Linked DNA regions of Oryctolagus cuniculus: region 2 is linked to region 1. The links are chromatin contacts, called in public Hi-C maps. All regions are on one chromosome and are shown on one strand. The core of a region is the stretch at or near the end of the contact, and the rest is flanking DNA. Distances in the headings are between cores, read along the strand shown.

Evidence for each region. A called contact is a pair of places that touch in the nucleus more often than the background predicts.
Region 2: a contact with region 1 is called in a Hi-C map of an unstated tissue, with 1.6 times the contacts expected there. The contact joins the promoter of FAM91A1 here to the promoter of FBXO32 in region 1. A contact is called at or near these places in 2 of 6 Hi-C or Micro-C datasets (psoas muscle and an unstated tissue).

Annotation. Positions count from the first base shown.
Region 1 is chr6:149,261,027-149,267,903 of mOryCun1.1, forward strand. FBXO32 (F-box protein 32) reads right to left here and starts at 2,438. Exons shown (of 9, transcript XM_002710762.5): 1 at 2,297-2,438. The coding sequence starts at 2,412. It overlaps LOC103348125 (a long non-coding RNA gene), which reads left to right and starts at 2,299. Exons shown (of 7, transcript XR_011389322.1): 1 at 2,299-2,499.
Region 2 is chr6:149,491,701-149,498,577 of mOryCun1.1, forward strand. FAM91A1 (family with sequence similarity 91 member A1) reads left to right here and starts at 3,880. Exons shown (of 24, transcript XM_008255884.4): 1 at 3,880-4,208. The coding sequence starts at 4,137.

The sequences.
Region 1 (6,877 bases), core at 1,188-3,687:
ACCCTGGACCACAGTCCCGCAGGGTCCAGAAAAGGTGTGCCATGTGGACAGGCCACGGTCAACACCAAGCCAGGCGCCCAGGCTGAGAAGTACCCAGTGCATCTCCATTCCTCTCTGGCTTGGGCAGCTCATGGAGAAGTCTGCCTGCTGTTGTCCTGTTTTGTAGCCCCGCCCCCTTCTCTGTGGGCTAACAGGAGAGCCATTCAGCTGCACCTATGTAGGCAGGCACTCTGCCCAAACCTGACATCACCAAGACGGAAAACAGTGGGGATATTTGAGATTACAAACCCAGACCTCAGAAGGCCCACTGCTTTTAAAAAGTTGGCAGACTTCTCATGCTAAGCAGGGAAGGGATTGTTTACAATGGCTGGGGTGGGGGTGGGGGGATTACCCTGCAAACAAACAGCCAGCTGCTTTGCTGGGAGACTATCAAATGATTCCTCAGCTCTGAGTCAGCGAGGGCCCACAGGTGGTCACCGAATCGGTCACTAGTTTTGACAATGATGATTGATGAGTTTGACAGCTCCAGTTCAGAAGGTGTAAAACAGGAAGAAAGGAGACTCAAGAAAGGAGGACAAAGGGGCAGGCAGCTACCCGATCCATCCCAGCCTCCTCTAAATGTCTGTAGTGCGTTAAGCCTATTTTCAGGTCTTCCAGGCTATGGAGAGGCACTGCCTTTTTTTTTTTTTCCCTAAAGGAGACAGACACCAATTTATCTCCTGGAGCAGGAGCAGGATAAGGGCTAACACCGTGACCAGAGCCTCCAGCTTGCTAGGCCATTGCTGCATCTTTCTGGATGGAATCTGACCCTTCGTTTGGAAATAAAGTACCAGAATGTTGGGTCATCATTGCTTTGGAACAAGCAGGACGGAGGGAAGCTCTACCCCCTTTGTGTTTTGTCCAGGAAGAACAAATTAGGCAGAGTGGGTAACTCCGGGAGTCTCAACTTAGTCTGCAGACAGCAGTTGGTCTTTTTATTTTCCTGCAAATAAATGATCTGATTTTGTACGAATTCTTCACAGACCCCTCCCCCCCTCCTGGGGCCACTTCAAAGCATCTTTCACGTGAAGGTTAATCAGCTCTTGTCTCTCCGGGACAGACCCCAGGATTCAATCATTTGTTTCTGTTCACTGAGAGACAAAGGGAATTTGATACATTAAGAAATCACAAACAAATGGGAGGCTCTGGAAACCAAGCTGGTTTCTTGATGCTCTTCTTAAACTCTACAGCCCTGGCTTCCTGCAAACAAGCACTGGCAACCCTCAATAAATGGGAGCCTGGCCCAGGTACGGAACTCCAGGTAGGGACGCAGAGGCCAGAGAGTTTAGCGGGAGGCAGTGGAAAAAGGAACCCCCGGGGGACTCCAGCTGCACCCATTCCCTCAGGGCCCCTTGCTCGGCCCTCCTTACAGGGACCAAACGGCCGGTCTCAGGAGTCAGCTGCGAAGGTCGGGGCCGGCAGATTCCAGACCACCTAGGTTAGCAGCGAAGCTGAGCACGGAGTTCAGGGACCCCAGACTTCCCCTCTGAACGACAGAGCCCAGGCGAGGGCTCACAGGTGCCAGTGGGGATGCGCGCGGCGCGCTCTACGGAGGGAACAGGTGCAAGCGCTGGCTCTCTCAGAAGCAGAGGGTTTCTGGGTTCCGTCCCCGCCTCCCTTCCCTCCTCCCTGTCTCTGAAGCCCTCAACGTTACCGCCGCTACTCAAGTCCTCCGGGAAGGCGCTGCGGCCCTAGGGACCATCCGGCCACCCCTTCCTGGTTACTCATCCTCTCTGCCTATTCCGCGGTCGCCCAGTGCGTGGGAAGAGCCTGGAGGCGCTCCCAGCTGGACCCGCGTCCAATCCCGACACCCGACTTGTGCCCCCCGGCGCGTGGGCGCTTAGTGCTGGGCGCGCTCCCCGGGGCGGGGAAAGGCGCACCGCCCTCTCGCCTGAAACCTCCCAAACGCGCAAATGGCGCGAGTCCGGGGGCCCCCTACAGCTGTGTGCTTGTTAGGGCGTCTGGGGACACGATTCCCGATTGTCGTCAGATTCTCAGAGGGATCGGGGTTCTGTTAGGAGTCGTGTCCACTTGGAGACCTTGACCTTGTCCAGGAAGAGAAACCAAGTTCCCCGTCTCCCGTCCTCTGGTGACCTCTGCAGACATCCTTGACACTCGTTTCCCCTGGGCAGGGCCCCCTCTTCATGCAGACCTGCCTGGCCCCCGTTCATCTGTCCCCGCCGCCTCCCAGTCCAGCCCAGCCCAGCCCAGCCCAGGTCGGTTCGCGGCGCTGGAAGTTGGCAGCGGGTCGCCTCACCTGCTGAGGTCGCTCACCAAGCTGCCGCTCTTCTCATCCAGGAAGCGCTTCCAGCCGTCGGCCGTCTTCACCCAGCTCTGACCGGGGGACCGCCAGTCCTGCCCGAGGAATGGCATGGCACCGAGAGCTTACGCGACCAACGCACGGGACGGGGCTGGCGGCCTCGGGCCGAGGCTCAGGGAACTGGGCCCGCGACGGGGCAGGTGCGGGGGATTGGCGCGGAGGGCTGCGGGCTGGGGTCGCGCCGCGGCAAGTCTGCGCTCGTGGGCTGCTAGCGCCGGCACTGGCGAGGGTGGCTGGGCGTCGCGCTCTGCGAGTGCTGCGCTCCTGGGCCGGCCGCACTATTTATCGCGGGCCGCTGGCCCCGGCTCTTTGTTGCCGGAAGAGCCGCCTGCCCTGGGCCCAGCCCCCCCGGCCCCGAGGCCACGTGGCTTTGTTTATGGGCTCGGCTTGTTTTCCGAGGCGCCCGCGGCTCCGCTCGCCTCGCGGTTGCACAACCGCGCGCCCGTGGAAACTCGAAGCGGCGCTGCCAGGCCAGCCTGCCCGCCGCCCCCGGCCCCTGGCAGCGGCGCGCGCCCTCCCCGCCCCCAGGGCACAGCTGCCGCGGCCGGAGAGAGAGCGAGGCCCGCGGCCTTGGGAGCTGGCGCCCCCGAGCTCCCGGGCCGGCTAGGTGCTGAGACGAGGCCCGCGGGGCGTCCAGGTCACTCGGCGCGGGCGAGGGACCGGGGCCAGCTTCCCTCGCGCCCCCGAGCCGTCACGATCAGGCTGCGCGCTCAGATCAGCCCTTGGGGGGCGCCCGCGGAGCGGGGGGCGGGCTTCGGCGCTGCTGGGGGGCGGGTAAAGGGGCGCAGCTTCGAGGTCTCACAGCTTGGACGCTTCCAGGGCGCCAGGGTTGGAGTTGGGGCAGAACCCGCAGTCCCCTCCCTCCCCGACCCAGAGCTGTCATTAACGCGACGGCTGTCGGGCCTGACTCCTCCGGGGACAGGGAAAGGGCAGGGCCCCACGGGTTGGGAGTGGAGAGCAGGGACCATCCCGATGCCACCCCGAGCACCCTACCCAGCGTGGCCAGCGAGCAGGGTAGGGGATCTCTGAGCCCCGCTCACTGTCTGAACCCTGCTGTAGAGCGCCGGGGCTGGGCTCCGTTCCAAGGAACCCTGTCCCCTCCTCCCCTCTCCGCTGGGCGGTGGCGCCCTCCCTGGGGAATTTCAGGCCGGAGTTTTGTTTTCGTTTCCATGAGAGCCCAGACGCCCACTGCGGGAGCTGCGGGGAGCAGACTGTGTCCCGGCGGGGGCCCGAGCCCTCACCTGCCCCGGTTTATTCACCTCGGTGGGCCGGCGAGGGCCCACGTGGCGGGCCCCAGAGAGGGGTGAAGCCCAGGCCCGCGCGGGCCTCGTGGCCTTTCCTTTTGGTTTTGTTTGGCTTTTGGCGAGCATCTCTCTATAGAATGAAACTCCAGTCGAGCTGATCTGATTCTTGTGACATCCTAGGCCAGGAGCGGGCCTTCAGCGAGTGTTTCTCGTAGAAGGGAGGGAGTGGGTGCAGGAGGCTGCTTGCCCTTCTTCCCCTCTTCGTGGGATGCTTTAACAGCCCCATCCGGTGGGGAGCAGACTGCGCGGTCGGTCGGTGGCAGCAAGATAAAGACCATCGCTTTGCACTGGATTCCCTGGTGCTTCTGTTCCCCTCCTCCACTTTGCAGTCTGTAAGGCTCAGAGCGGGCCGAGGAACGGCGCCTGCCCTGCGAGGCTGCTGTTGGAGGGAAGGGACTTGTTGGCAATAAAGCTTGTTTTCAATTAGCTGGGGTTTTCTGATTTACCTTTCCCACCATAAACACTTTATTAGTGTGCTGATAGTAAAATAGCTTGTAAGAACACTGCAGAAGGTCCCAAACAAATGTTAAACACTGCGGGCCTGCTGGGAGAGGAAGACGACTGTGGGGTCTGGTGTTTGTTGGAGAGAATTGATATCCACGAGGAAGTGAACTGTGGGGACCTGATCATTAAAGATGCTTGCTAGCTGTGTGGCTGCGAGCTTCGTCCCTGTGGAAACCACAGGGGGCCAGAGGGTAGAAGATTTGGACTTTTATTTTATTTGAAAGTCAGAGTTACAGAGAGAGAGAGAGAGAGAGAGAGAGAGAGAGAGAGAGAGAGATGTTCCATCTGGTTCACTCCCCAAATGGCTGCAATGGCTGGAGCTGAGTCACTCTGAAGCCAGCAGCCAGGAGCTTCTTCCAGATCTCTCACGTAGGTGCAAGGACCCAAGGACTTGGACCCTCTTTCACTGACCTACCAGGCCATCAGCAAAGATGCTGGATTGGAAATGGAGCAGCCGGGACTAGAACCGGCACCCATGTGGGATGCCAGCACTGCAGTTGGCAGCCTTACCTACTATGCCACAGTGCAGCCCTGAAGATTTGGATTCTAATTCTGCTGGAGCACTACCTGTGTGCCCTTGGTGAATGACAGACTCCTGGGGCTCCAGTTACTTAACTGTCTAGAAAAAATGGAGCTAATAAAGCCCACCCTTCAGGGTTGTTTAGGAAGTGTGGTAGCTTGGCTCATTAGCACCGATTCTTCCCTCCTCTCTAGTGGTGTCATGTGCTCCCATGACTGCCAAGGGGCTCCTGGGGGCTGATTTATGCTCCTCTGGTTCTTGATGTTGGGCTTGGCCACATGACTTGCATTAGCCAATGGAGTGTTAGTGCGTGTGATGTGGCAGAGAGTGTGATGTGTGTACTTGCCTGGCTGCCCTTGACCTCTTGAGAGTCCACCAGCTTGGTGGAAAGTGCCTCCCCTGGCTAGCCACTGCTCCTCGAGTGGCTTGGGTGACTTCATGTGTCCTGAGATGGGATACCACAGTTGCCCTACAGATGTGTTAGCGAGAAATAGATGTTTCTTCTTGAAGTTTTTGTGGTCTTTTTGTTACATAGCATCATTATGTCAACAGGTGACTTCTATTAGGGGTTAGGGGGCTGACATTTGGTGAACCTTTTTTTTTTTAATAAACTAAAATGTCTAGAATTCAAGCACTTCTTTTGGTCCTTGTCTTTTGGCTAAGAACTAATCTCAGGAAACCTCATTATTTATTTTGAGTCCTATTTTGTCTCCTGCTCCTCAAAAAGAAGGGGTGTGGGTGGGCCGGTGTTTGGCCTGCATCCTTCATCCGAGTGCCTGGCCAGAGTCTCAGCTCCACTTTGGATTCTAGTTTCCTCCTAATGCAAACCCTGGGAGGCAGCAAGTGACTGTTCAACTAGTTGAGTCCCTACCATGCACTTGGGAGACCTGGATTAATTCCCCACACCTTGCTTTGGCCTAGCCTAGAAATGATGATTCTGGGCATTTGCGGGGTGAACCAGCAGATGGGAGACCTTTATCTACCTCTCTGTGTCTGTCTGTCAGATTAAAAAAAATTAGTGATTATTGTATTTTAACCGAGACTTCTTCTGAAGTGTCCCTGACTGCTTTCTATTTCCCCTAGCATTAAAAATCGAACTTGACACTTCTTCAGACGCGTGATTCTTGCTAGGAAGCTATGTATGTAATGCAGGGCCCTTAAAGATAAAGACCGTGCTGGGCTATGTCCAGAATAGTCACTTTCACATCACATGTTGGCTTGACCTCATAAAGACTCTGTGATTGGAAGCCTTGAGAATCCCCAAAGGCAAAGGCTCGGTGCTATAGCTGAGGCTTCAGATGCGCAGGCAGACTGATCCTGGAAGAATTTCACAAGGCACAGACTGGCCAGGACCCAGTGCAGCCCGATGGTCTGGTCACGCTCCCATGGCGAGCGTCGTGCCCGGGAGCTCCTTTGCAGGGCCGCTTAACCATTGTCTTCCTGCACAGCTTCCTAAAACAGATTGCCCACTTGCATGCTGGGTATTAGATTTCCCCCGTGTGCTTCCTCTCTGTGGGGCTGTGAGCTCCTTGATGGTAGGACCGTGTCTCAGCAATTTAAGAACCGGCGCCTCGCACTGGGCTTGGTGCATGGAAAGCGATCTATAAATAATGCAACAAGTGTTGCTGAGCTGACCCGGAAAGCTGTTCTTTCCAAGCCTCCACGTATTGACGTCCCGTCACATCTACGGACACAGTGGGGGGGAGGGGTTGGCAGCCCAGGTCCCACCCGATACAGCCTCTCCTCTAATGGTGGTGCCTTTGCCAGCTGGTGAAGAGAACAAGGAAGGTGGTCAAAAGGTGGCATTCAGAAAAGATGTGTGAGTGTGTGGTTCCGGCGACGGTGGGTGCCAGCCAAGCTGGGGACACGGTGCCAAGCACTTGGCAAGCGTAGCCTCCGCGTCTCCCATCCTCTGAGCCGGGCGTTATTATTCCCATTTTACAGATGTGGGAACTCAGACTTGGGCAAGTTTAAAAAGCTGCTTGAGACCACCCAGAGAGAGATGGAGGAACTCAGACAGATTCTCCCCTCTGCCCTGACTGGAGCCAGACTGGTTTGGTTTGAGTCACGGATACAAAGCTGTGGGATCTTGGGCAAGTTGCTTAAATTGTGCCAAGCTTTTGTCTATGGGCATAATGACAGTACCTATCTCAGCAGGTGCTATGAGGTTTAACGGGGGTAATATATAGA
Region 2 (6,877 bases), core at 2,630-5,129, 230 kb after region 1:
CCGTGGAGGGACCATAAGGGCAAAAGCTGTGAGGTGGGAAAAAATGAGGCCGAGGTGTTGAGCATGGGAAAACGACGGGAAGAGGGAACTGGTTAATGGAATAGAGCAAAGCACATTCAATACGGTAACCTATGGCCAAGGGCAAGCCCAGGCACAGGTGGGAAATAAAAAATGTTTACAGTGAGGGGTCAGCGTTGTGGCACAGCAGGTTAAGCCTGCCACCTGTGAGGCCAGCATTTCATATGGGGACTGATTCAAGTCCTGGCTACTCTACTTCCAATCCAGCTCCTTGCCAAAGTTCCTGGGAAAGCAGGGGAGGATGGCTCAAGTACTTGGACCCCTGCACCCACATGGGAGATCCAGATGAAGCTCCTGGCTCCTGGCTTTGGCTTGGTCCAGTTCTGGCTGTTACAGCCATTTGGGGAATGAATCAGCAGATGGAAGCCCTTTCTATCTCTCCCCCCCACCCCATCTCTAACTCTGACTTTCAAATAAATAAATAGAAAATGCTTACAGTGGCTTCTTCCTTTTTTCTTTCTTTTGGACAGTGTTACCTAGCCTCACTTAATCCCTGAGCCCTTTCTCAGAAAAAAAAAAGGTGATAGCTTGTGTATGGCAAAAAATAAAGCTAAAGAGAATTATTTTCCTAAAGGTATTTACATTTGAGTTACACAGACGATAATTATAAAATTGGAGGCATTGGCTGTTTAGGTATTGGAATACTTTGAGGTTGGGGAAATGTATTAATTTCTTATTGCTGCTGTGACAAATTACTGCAGACTTAGTGATTAAACCCACACATACTTCTTACCTTACAGCTCAGGATATGAGAAGTCTAAAATGTCTTGGCAGGGCTGTTCTTTGCGCTCCTAGAAGCTGCTCTTCTTGCTTGGTGTGTGGCTGTGAATCACTCCAACTTCTGCCTTGCATCACAGGGACCTCTTCCTCGCATCACTCCATCTCTGCCCTGGGTCACTCTGACCTCTGCTTTCACTGGCACATGCCCTTCTCTCACTCTGACCCCCCGCCTCCCTCTTATGAGCCCCTCTTTATATAATCTAGGATAATCGCCCTATCTCAAGACTTTATCATATCTGCAAAGCTCCTTTTGTCATGTAAGGTAATACATCCATGGGTTCTAGGGATTAGGATGTGGATATCTTTGGGGGGGGCATTTTTCTTCCTACTGGGTATGACATTCTGGGCTTTGTGAATGGGGTACTAGACAGTTCCCTCCAGGTAGGTTGCTTCTGCTCGTTAGTTCAGTTCTACTGGAATTTTAGGGATGGGATGGTTCTATTGTCTTTCTGAAGGGCTGGTTGTCTAAGCCTACTGGGTAATTTTCCTTCATCCAATCTGGGAAAGTTAGATAGGATGGAGTCTCATTGCACTTGTGTTTTGGAACACATTGCTTACCCACAAGATTTAGCTGGGCAGCAGCTTCTGGGATGGGTTTCTAACACCCTGTGTTTCTGATCTTTCTGGAATTTGAAAAGGACATGCTTGATAAAGGAGAAATAGTGGCAGCCTGAGTTAGGGAGCTAAAAGGATGAACAATATTACCAAAAAGGAGTGGTGATGGGGAGTGGGTGTTAAGCCTGGTGGTTAAGATGCTGGTTAGCATGCCTGTGCCCCATACCAGGGTACTGGGGCTCCATTCCCAGCTCCTGTCCCTGGCTCTTTCTGTCAGTGCAGACCCTGGGAAGCAGCAGTGATGGCTCAAGTGATTGGGTACCTGCCACCCACATGGGAGATCTGGGCTGTGCACCCTGCTCCTGTCTTTGGCCCTGGCCCAGTCCTACCTGTTGCAGGCATCTGGGGAGTGAACCAGCAGATGGGATGATGTAATGAGTGCTACATGTGGAGCCTAACATGCAATTATTTTTGACTTTTTGGCATCTGGATAGGATTTCTATTCCTGAGCTCCCCAGCAAAGAGAGAATTGGGCTAACCTAGAAACTACCTGAACTGCTTTGTTTCCAGCTACTCAAAGATTTGTCACTTCGGGGGAAAATGAGGCAGATCCATACTTTAATTAGCACCCTATAGCTCACAGACCAACTCTGACTCCACTCTCTGCTCTGAAGGGCTTCTTATTTGGATTCTTCCCATCATGTAGCTTCGACCCATTACTGTTTACACCTCCAAATTTCTATTTTTCTCAGCCGCATATTGAGTTAGAATCTTTTGTAGCCACTATGATCACATCTTCAAAAGTCTGTTCCTTATTGATTTAAAGGGAATATGTTTACCTTTAACTAGTTTTAGCAGTTAAGCAAGAGGGTATCTGCTAAACTCATCGTTTTTGTCAACAAATATTGAGTATAACATCAGCACATCAAAACTTACACAGAGTTGATAGGGCCCAGCTCCATTGTGACCAACTGGGGAGAGAACCAATGGATGGAAGACCTCTCTCTCTCCCTCTCTGACTTCCCTTCTCTCTGTGTGTAACTCTGACTTTCAAATAAATAAATAAATCTTTAAAAATTTTTTAAAAAGAAAATGCCTCACCATTAACCATCCCCATTGAATAGCACAGTAAACTCTCACTCACTGAACTATTCTACCCCGTGCTCCAGGTCTCAAAGCATTTGTCATTGGATGACATGAGACCAATATACCCATGCAGTGTGTACCATGGTTGCTTCAATTCCTCATTATAATGGGGTTTCTGCTTGCCAGCTGACGAGGTGCTGACAAGGCATCTTATAAAAAGTTCTAACAATGCTGTCGGTGAGCAATAAAACATTCTTTTTTTAATTTTTGACAGGCAGAGTGGATAGTGAGAGAGAGAGACAGAGAGAAAGGTCTTACTTTGCCGTTGGTTTACCCTCCAATGGCCGCTGCGGCCGGCGCACTGCGCTGATCCGATGGCAAGAGCCAGGTGCTTCTCCCGGTCTCCCATGGGGTGCAGGGCCCAAGGACTTGGGCCATCCTCCACTGCACTCCCTGGCCACAGCAGAGAGCTGGCCTGGAAGAGGGGAACCGGGACAGAATCCGGTGCCCCGAAGGGGACTAGAACCCGGTGTGCCGGCGCCGCAAGGAGGAGGATTAGCCTAGTGAGCCGCAGCGGCCACATTCTTTAAAACCATTCTTTAAGACTGAAAAATAGTTGCAAACACACTGTGTCTCTGGTTGCTGCCAGTAATAACAGTCATGGGCTTGCTTAGGCAGTGTGACAAATTCGGGGAGAAATTGTCCCCAAAGACTCTCTCACTGGCGCCGACATTAGGACACCCTGGATTCCGGCCTGTAAGAGCGACCCTGGAGGCGTGGTGTGGAGCAGGAGCAAGCAGAACCCAGGAGAGGGTGCATGTCCAAGGTTGCCAAGGCGCTGTCTCTCTTCCCTAGAGACCCCTTGGGCCACCTCGGTTCAGCAGCACAAGCTGTTTAAAATGTCAGCTCCCTGAATCCCTACAGGTTAAGAAGTTGGGATCCTCGAGGTAGCCCTCAACCTCCCTCTTCCACAAGGTAAAAGCACCCACTGGGCAATGAGGAAGGCTCATCATAGCTCTGCTCCACCACTGCCCCCCGCCTTAAGTTCAGTGCTGACCTGCAGAGAGCCCTGGTGGGCTCCCGGCTCTTCCACTATGGGAATCCAACTACGGCGCCTTTCCAAGTGGCTTCTCTGAGGCAGCCGACCCCAGTGCTTTAAACCCCCTGGTCTTGGGCCACATGGGAAACCGGGTCACCCTACAACCGCGGGGTAGAGCCCAGCGACCACCTTAACTCATCCAGACCCTGTAGGCGGACTACGTCCTCGGAGAGGGGGCGGTTACCACCAGAAGCCCCGCCCACCAGAGGGTAGTGGGCGGCACGGGAGGCCAGTCCGGCGCCCCGCCTCTCCGGCCGCGCACCCGCGGCAGGAAGTGACGCAGGCCCAGAAGCCACTTCCGGCCGGCCGAAACTAGGAAGAAACTCGGAGCCAGCCAGGCTCCCGAGCCACATCTTGCCGCCGCTCGTTTGACCTGTGGTCAGGGCCGCGCTGAGCTGTCGGGAGCCCTGGCCATGGGGCGGTCCGAGCCTTCCGCGGTGTGAGGCGCGGGGCCTCCCGCGGCCTCCCCTGACACGCAGAGGGCGGGCAGGCGGGAGGCGTCGTTACAGCTGCGGTCGCGGCCGCGGCTGCTGGCATCATGAACATAGACGTGGAGTTCCACATTCGCCACAACTACCCCTGGAGCAAATTGCCGGCCAACGTGAGGCAGGTACGGCCGGAACCTGAGGCTGGGTCCCCGGCCGGCTCGGCCCCGCCCCGCCGTCACCTGCTGGCCTCGCCCGCGGGCCCCAGGGTGGAGTGGGAGGGGGCGCGCTCCTCGGGGCTGACCCCCGCCCTGTCCATCTCCGGGTCGCGGGGAAACCGACCTGCGGCCCGGGGGCGAGGGTGTGGGGGCTGCTGTGGAGTCACGGGGGCCGAATGGCGCGGTTGCGAAAGGGAAAGGAATTGGTGTCCGCAGCGCTCGCTCGGCGCCTTTGCCCGCAGCCTCGGTTCGGCCACAGCCCTTGACCTCCAGGACTCGAGGATGGTGGGAGAGGGCTGCGAAACAGGGAGATGCGCGGCTCCTGCGCACCTCCGCTGTGGCGTCCGTGGGGCACGGCGGGGCATCGGAGTGTCCAGGGAGAATCGGGAGGATGCGTGCGGGCGGCCTGTGGATGGGGCCTTGGAGGACCCACGAGTTAGAAGAGGGAGAGGGAATAGGGTGGAGAGGAGCGAGCGACTGCCTTGCTCCTGGGTTGTGATTGGAGTTGAAGTTTGGCCATGGCGTGGGGGTGGTAGCAGCTGAGCTGGAGAGATAGGGCCAGATTCGGAAGGGGCTGTGCTTAGGTCGGATTTTATCCTCTAGACCAGAGGGTTGGTTCTCGTCGACAAGAGAGTGGCGTGAAGTTTTCGAGAGTTCACGTTTAAGATGCCGATCGTCGGTTACACTCAGTTGTTTAACGGATGTAGCTTTGAGGATCTGCTGGGTGCTTTGCCTTGGTTCTGGTCAGGTAAATTGCACTAATAAAGAATCAACAAGACAGAGACTCTGCGTTCTTGGAGCTTGGGTTTTAGCCACGAGAGACAGTGGACAATAGATGAGGAAATACATACCATGACAGGTGATGTTCAATCCTGTGTAACTATGGTTTCTCAGTTTTTCCTACTTTACCAGGGAGAGAATGAAATTTGTGGTCTTACTGGTGCCGAGTAGTTGAATTTGGGTGGTGAGGACATAAGGATTATTATAGTTCACTTTCCCCACAAACTTTCCCTCCTCCTTCCCACGTTGGGAACTTAACTCTAGTAAGGAAATAATGTAAGAATTTGGTGAAGTATCATTTGGCATCGAAAACTGCTTTCTAAGATAACCTAAAGCCAAGGAATGGAAAGATACATTTAAGGAGCTTGTGGTTCTTGGGTTGTCAGTGGCTGCCCATGAGGTGTTTATTTTGAAATGGACGAATGTGTAAGCTTTTCTTTCAGCTTGCAGGAGGGCTTTGGTGGACCCTTGTTGTTTAAGGTTTTGTTGCATATTTGAAGACTACTGGAAGAGCCAGCAATCCTTGTATTTTACTTTTTCCATATTCTATTTTAAATAAAAATGAACACAGCATAATGGAAGAAAGAGGAGAGATTAGAGTATGCCCAACATGAGTAATTGACTTTAATGTCATTTAACTTAGGATATCCTAAGACTGGCCATTTGTAGCTGTTGAAAAAAAATGTATTAAAAGTTACTTACATAGATTTGTCTAGCTTTACCACTGTTTCCCTAAATTAAGCTCCATGTTAGATTACTACATCATCTCTCTATTTAGGGATAGGACCATCCCATCCAATTCTTCACACTACACTAAAATGCAAATCCAACCCTGTCACTCCGGTCTCTTTTCTATTTCTTATGGTTTCTTCTTGAATCTCTGGTAATTCACTTTGGGTGGTTTCTTGTCTTCCGTATACATTGCCGTGACAAGATCCCTCGCCCATCGTAGAACGTACTCCACTAAGGTGCCTTTTCTGGGTTCATGGTTTGTACTCTGAACACCTGTTACATAGTTGGCTTTCAGTAAATGTTTGTGGAGTGAATACATGATGGATCAGTGTAAATTTTTTTTTCCTGGGCAGCTAAAGCTCAGTTTAAAAGTGAGGGGGAATATTCTTTATATGGAAAAATTTGTCTTTTGGCATTAAAGATACCTTGGTATCGTTTTCACTAAGTTTTTATGGGTTTAATTAGGAAATGATTCATTTTTCCCAATTCTGAACGCTGGGGGGAAGGAGATTCAGATTTTTTAAATAAAAATGTATTTTGAGCCAATTTTTTAAACATGGAAAGATGAAAAAATTTTTTCCTGTTAAATGAATCATGCTAGGCTGAGAAATAAAGTTGAGGTTGGGCCGTTATTTTCAGGATAGTCTATCAATATCTTGTATTCATTGTTCAAAATGATTCATGCTCCTTTCATTTTAAGGAGACTCGTAAGAAGAAGTTCTGTAAAATCCAAGAAGGGTCAGTTTAAACAAAAAGTGTTTTGGGGGGCTAGGAGTACGTGTTAGGATGACACATTGGGATTAGTGTTTGTAGGAGCAGATGCTTTAGGAAATGTTTGTGCTTTTAGAGTCATTTGCTACATGATGGATGCTTTATGTAGTTAGAACCTTATTGCTGTGTCACCTTATCCTGTGTTACAGTTCCTCTTATGCAGCCCAGCTGCATTTGTCCCACCGCCTCAGTTCAGTACTTTCCATTTCTGCAAGGCCAGCATTGTTTTAGCTTAAAGGAATCTTTTAAAAAGTTACCTTCTGTAGTGGCAACAGTATTTTTAATGAATGACAGGAGATTTGGATTGGGCATGGGAGGTGAGCCAAAGAGTCTCTGAACAAAACCATTCTATT